Regions from separate parts of the Sus scrofa genome. Here region 2 is linked to region 1. Evidence: chromatin contacts called from public Hi-C data. All regions are on one chromosome and are shown on one strand. Each heading gives the region's core, a stretch centred on a gene start, on an enhancer-like site or on the middle of the called end of the contact. The rest is flanking DNA. Distances are from core to core; before and after follow the strand shown.

What was found. A called contact is a pair of places that touch in the nucleus more often than the background predicts.
Region 2: a contact with region 1 is called in a Hi-C map of skeletal muscle, with 2.8 times the contacts expected there. The contact joins the promoter of JAK1 here to the enhancer-like site in region 1. A contact is called at or near these places in 1 of 5 promoter capture datasets (liver), 13 of 47 Hi-C or Micro-C datasets (adipocytes, blood, embryonic fibroblasts and 5 more) and 2 of 2 datasets of contacts at active chromatin or transcription factors (alveolar macrophages and skeletal muscle).

The regions. Positions count from the first base shown.
Region 1 is chr6:147,393,636-147,396,354 of Sscrofa11.1, reverse strand. It overlaps a transcript of JAK1 not described here. Among named protein-coding and RNA genes, the nearest start is that of JAK1, 34 kb to the left of the region's middle. Within about 2 kb of position 1,279, at least 70 of the 83 cell types and tissues checked have an H3K27ac peak or open chromatin away from gene starts, as enhancers often do. A contact at or near this core is called in alveolar macrophages, embryonic fibroblasts, liver and 3 more, where this site is marked.
Region 2 is chr6:147,427,711-147,430,622 of Sscrofa11.1, reverse strand. It overlaps JAK1 (Janus kinase 1), which reads right to left and starts at 1,547. Exons shown (of 25, transcript NM_214114.1): 1 at 1,360-1,547.

The sequences.
Region 1 (2,719 bases), core at 30-2,529:
CTCTTTTACTAGGCTGCAGCTGCTTCCCGAGTTACCAAAAAGGGCCCAGCCCTGGCCAGCAAAGAGGCCCAGGTGCAGCTGGGAGGGTTCCCCCTCTCTGGGGGAGGCGGGGGGGGGGGGGATGGCAGGCTGCAAGCTCCCTGACTACTTCCTCCTCTAGCCTTCCCGCTTCCTGGAGGTCCCTGCCCACCTCATCACCATCAGGTCACCGAGGAAGTCACGCTTTGGCCTCAGAGCTGTTCCAAAGCTTCTGGAGGAAAAAGGTGTGGGTGTGTGGGTGTGTGTGTGTGTGATGGAAAGAGCCCTTGCAGTAGCCAAGAGACAGAGCCCCTAGCTTGGTGATGGTGATGGGGAAAGTGATCTTCCATTGAATGGATTCAATCTATCATCTGTCAGAAAAGGTGTTGACCTTGAAAGACTGCACACCCCCTCTCCAGTGTTGGTGTTGAAGAGGGTGAATGCCCCGATGTTCCCAGGAACGCTGTAAAAATAAGAGAGAATTCACAGGGAGAGAATGAACAGGTGTTGAGGTCCTCCAGCTGCTAACACCCATGTAAATACTGTTTTATTTAATCTTCCAGTAATCCCGTATGATAAGTGTCCCTGATCCGAATACATAGCTTGAAAGTGGAGGCACAAGGGCTGAGAAATCGTTCCAACCTTTGCCACTTCATGGTGTGTGTGTGTGTGTGTGTGTACATACACACACATACACATGTAAAGTTTTTATTTTTCCAGCACATCTGGACATGTGTGTGAGCACCAACCAGAAGCAAACTGCCCCTGTTGCCCGGGGAAGAGGGGCTCCATTTCTCACTTTACCTGCGCACCTGTTACTTGCTCACGGGAATGAAAGCCATGTAGTGGCTGATCTAAGAGAATTATGATAGAGCTGAGTCAAGATTACCCTGGATTTGATTCGCAGCTCTGCCTTGATTTCAAGAAGAAACTTAAGTCAACTATATTCCAATTAAAAAAAAAAAACTAAGTAACAATTTTCTTCTAGCCTGTTTCCCCAACTCTAAGTGAAGCTAATAATAGTGCGTAAGTCCCACGCGTAGTGATATGAGTAAACCAATGTGTCTGAATGTTTATCACCGAGTCCGCATCCAGGGACTGCTCGGATGTTTAACCCTTGCAGCGCATCTCAAGGCCTCGCTCGGTGCGTGACACTCGGCGTGGGGCGCGAAGGAGCACCGCTGGGCTGGGGCTGCGCGGGGGCGGGAAGGCGGCGCCCGCGGCCGGGGAGGTTCCGGGTTTCCGCGTAGACTTCTGCGTACCCCGCCGACTGCGTCACCATCCGAAAGGGCAGCCGGGCCGGCGGGGGCGGGGACGCGGCGCTGCTGGAAGCCCCGGTGCTCTTACCGAAAGTGCGAGCCCGGAGTTCCCAGCCGCGATCGATGTGGCGAGGCTGCGTTCCCTCGCGTCGCCCGCGGCCGCCGTTCCCTCTAGCGCTCCGGGCACTCGCAGAGTCCAGGGCCGCGCGCGGCGGCGTACTCTGCCCGAGACGGGGGACGGCGTCCCCCCGATTCTCCATCCCCGACCCCTACAGCGAGGCGAGGCGCTCTTGGCCCGGATTTGGGGCCTCCCAGAGCCCCGCTGTCCTGGCCGCGCCTTAGTGCCTCGCAGCTCCCGGCGGGGGAGTTGGCACCGTGGAAGCCTTCCCCACGTTTTTCCAAGCCCGGACGCCCGCCCGACTCTCCCCATTGCACAATTCCTGCCGTGGAACTGCCTCGTGACTCGGACGGAGCCCAAAAAATGTTTCCCAGGTTTCCCCGGCCGAAAAAGGAGTGGCCGAGTGTCCGGTCCTGACCTCAGGCGCCCTTTCAATTGCATTTTTTGGGGTGACCGGGTTGCGCCCTTTAAAATGCAGAGGTTGCCCTTTACAAAGAAAACCTCACTAACCCGCTGGCGTGCCCGCTCTAGGCTGGTTCCGGGTGAATACAACTGACACGTTTCTTTTCCCCGTGTATATTTTCACACAGGAAACGTGTTTCGATCTCTCTGGGGGGGGGGGGGGTTTCAGGAGTTAGTTTTAAAGCCGGGAGGGTAGTGATGCTTAAAAGCGTCGGAGACCAGCTTTCCAAGAATCACAGTGTTACTAGCCCTGATGGGGCGTGGTACGTCCTGAATAAATAAGAGAATGAATAAATATTTGGAGGAAGGATTTAAATGATTGTGAAACATTTTGCAAATGAGGAAATATGGAAGGCAAGAATACAAACTGTCTCAATGTTTCAACTCCAAATACTTGTAATTATGAGATGGGTGTATTTTTCCCTCTTTATGAAAATATAATGCCTTCTGCAGTAATCCCTGCAAAGCCTTACTCCACACCCTCTTACTACCCACCTAAAACAAATAAAACAACAATCTCCAAATTGAATACACACATGCAATAGGTTAAATTTGGCAATTCCAAAGCAAGATAATTTGAGAGGGGTTTTTGTCTTATTCCCATAAGATAGTAGCACTTCTTAATCACACAAACTATGTCAACAAACAAACAAGTAAACAAAACAGTGCTTTTTCAAGATGGTGTGGAAGATACCAGGTTCTCACTGCCCTGAGTATTCTAAGTACAGTGTTTTGATATTTTGCACAGGAATTGCTAGACCCCTGAGTGACCATCAGTGTTGCTCTGCGATGGGTCATTTGCTTTACTCGGGCTTGGAATAGATTTGTGCCTCATTTTTCACAAGAGACAAGCTGCAATCTG
Region 2 (2,912 bases), core at 298-2,797, 34 kb before region 1:
AACATTTTTTTCCACTGGGTATAGGCCTGTAACTGAATTTTCTAAAAAGGAAATTAAAATTTAAAAAAGCCAACATTCCATGACCACGGCTAATTGTTTCTGCATTATAATCATGCCTTAACAATGCCAGACTTTTAATGCTTTCCTCCTCCAAAAAAAAACGACAATTTTATACAGCTGTAAATTCCTGTCACTGAGAGAAAAACCCTGGACTCTTTAAAAAAATATATATATATATATATATCTCCAACCAGGCAGAAGACAGCTCAGAACCAGGTACAAAGAGAAGTGGTACGGAGGACGGGATCCTTTTCCCCACGGCACACAGGAATTCAGAGAATATACAATTATACCAAAAAAAAAAAAAATGGGCACCAACACCTGGCAATAATCATAGCCTTTATTTAGTCCCTTAAAGAAGTTCCTTTAGGGGAAACACACATCTAAGGAGCCCACATCCCTGGAACCTAGAGGAGTGACTTGAGAGGGGTGTTTATTAATCCTGCAAAAGCGACATCTCCCTTTCATGCTTGGCGACCGCACGCGGATGGGGTCTGAGGAGTTCGCCAAGGAACCAGAGATCAGCCCCAGTTCGGGCTAACCAGTCCCTTTACAGTCGGATTCACAATTCCCCGAGTGGCTCTGTTCCTCTTCCCTGGCGACACCCAGGGTGCGACTTTCGCACTTTTCGCTGGATGCCTAGGGCCAGAGTCCCAACGGAACCGACAAGGGGAGGGGGCGTTTCCTGAGTCCCTTACACGCCCCCTGCCCCAAATAGGGCCCCAAATCCCAGAAACTTTCCCTCGCCTAGATGGCAAGGAAGCCAAATGCCTAAGACCCCGAGCCTCGGTCCAGAGGCCTGAAAAATCCTCCTCCCGGCACCCCCGCCCCCCGCTCCCCGGCAATTCTGCCAAAGGGCTGGCGGTCAAGTTCACCGCGCAACAGCGAGGGACGTCAAACCTCAAGCCAGCGCCTGTATCTCAGGGTGGTATAAACAGGATGTCAGCGCGTTTCAGGCTTGTTTATGAAAACTTGGCGTGCGCTCTGGAGGAGGGGGCGGCAAACCTTAACCTTTCCCCTTAGGGCCTGGTAGTCCTGGCCCCTAACCTCCCCGCCGCCGGACGGCTCCATTTGGCTGGAAATCCCCCGCCTTCCCCGCCCGCCCCCGCTCGCCCCCACCCCTGCCGGGCCGGGCCCGGCCCCCGGCTCCGGCGCCGCGCTCACAGAGCGACCCGGGGTGAGCGGCGCGCGAGGCCCGACAGCCGCGGCCGCGTCTCCCGCAAGCGCCGGGCTCCGCGCCCCTCTTCTTGTCGCCCGCGGCCGCCGCAGGCTCCTCCACCTCCACTCAGTGACACTCACCACTTCCGTGTGCGCCTGGGCTGGGAGAGCTCCGGGTCGCTGCGCCGGTCGGGGTCCGGCCGCCCGCTCCCTAAGTGGCCAGCCCCGCAGGGCCCCGGCGTGCACGCGCCGGGGGCTGAGAAGGGGGCGCGGGGCGCGTTATCAGATCTGGGACACGGGCCGGGGTAGTCCGCCGCAGCTCGCTACTCCGCGGCCGCCGCGGCCTGCGCAAGGCGACGCACCCGCCTCCCGCCCCGCCCCGCGGCTCGCCCCCGCCTACCCCGCGGCCAGTCCCGCCTCCTCGTGACGTCACACGCGGCAGCCCCGGAAAGAGGGGCGGGGACCGCGGAGGAGGCGGTGGCACAGCCACCAGCCCCGGTCCAGGAGCCAGCGCCTCCTGCCTTCCCGCCCCGCCCCCACCTGGCTTCGCTCACGCCCTCGCCCTTCAGTCGCTTGCTTCTTTTTAACACGGTCTCCTAGGAACACCCATATAGGGATGACGGGTCTGCGAGCCCAGAAGATGAAACGGTCAGGATGTGGCCATAGGTGGACCCCTCCCGAGTTTGGAGTGCCCTCCACCACATGTTAGTGCGCCGAGATTCATTTCTCACAGTTCTCTGACCCCTGTTCCCACCGAGTGAGAGGCCGAGCTTGTGGAGCACGAGACTAACATGAACTTAACGAGAAATAAATCTAACAATGTTGACAAGTCACTTTGGGTCCTACCCATTCTGTATTTAAAGGTCTCAAAATAAAAAAATTTTTCATACATAGTAATAAAAGCATTTGTTGATATTTAATGTGGGTCTAGCGATTTTCGGGTTTTTTTTTTTTACCAAATCCCTTAAAATGGGTTTTATCTTCATTTTATCCATGAGGAAACAAATTAAGTCTTCTTAGTCAACGTCACACCCCAGCCAGGATTCATACCCCATAGGCAGTCTACAGCTAAATCATGATTTTACTTCCTAAATAGGTCTCCAGTCCACTTGTTTCTCTTAAGTGTTTCAACAACATGAGCCTAGCTGCCACCATCTCTCATCTGAAAGAGCATAAACATCTCTTAAATTGTCACTCTGTATTTAATCCAGTCTCCAGTTAATTCTACACTGTGAGCTTTGAAAATTTCATGTGTTCCATTCACTCCCATGCTTAAAATACTCCAGTACCTTCTCTCCAGAAATCTTTGGATGAGAATCTGCCTAGGCAGATTCATTCAGATGCATGGTCAGACCTCTGCAGCTCAGCTCACTGCGCAGTTAGGCTTCCCCATATGCCCTGATTCCACTAACCCTGCAGGAGGATTCCTGCCTGAAGGCATGGGAGTTACTGCAGCTTACTTCATTCCGAGCAAGTGCTCATGTGGTGGTGCAGGTGCGTGAAAAGAGCATTTGACTGGAGTTCTGGGTTTTAGGTCTAGCTCCCTCCATTAACCACTTGTGTTACCCTAAACAACTCACAGTTTGCGGATAAGAGCTAAGGGGCAGACTACCCAATCTCCAGGGTGGCCTTCTAGAAGGGGATAGCAGAGCTAACAGAGAATACAAGAGAATCAGGTGGCAAGATGGGGCCAG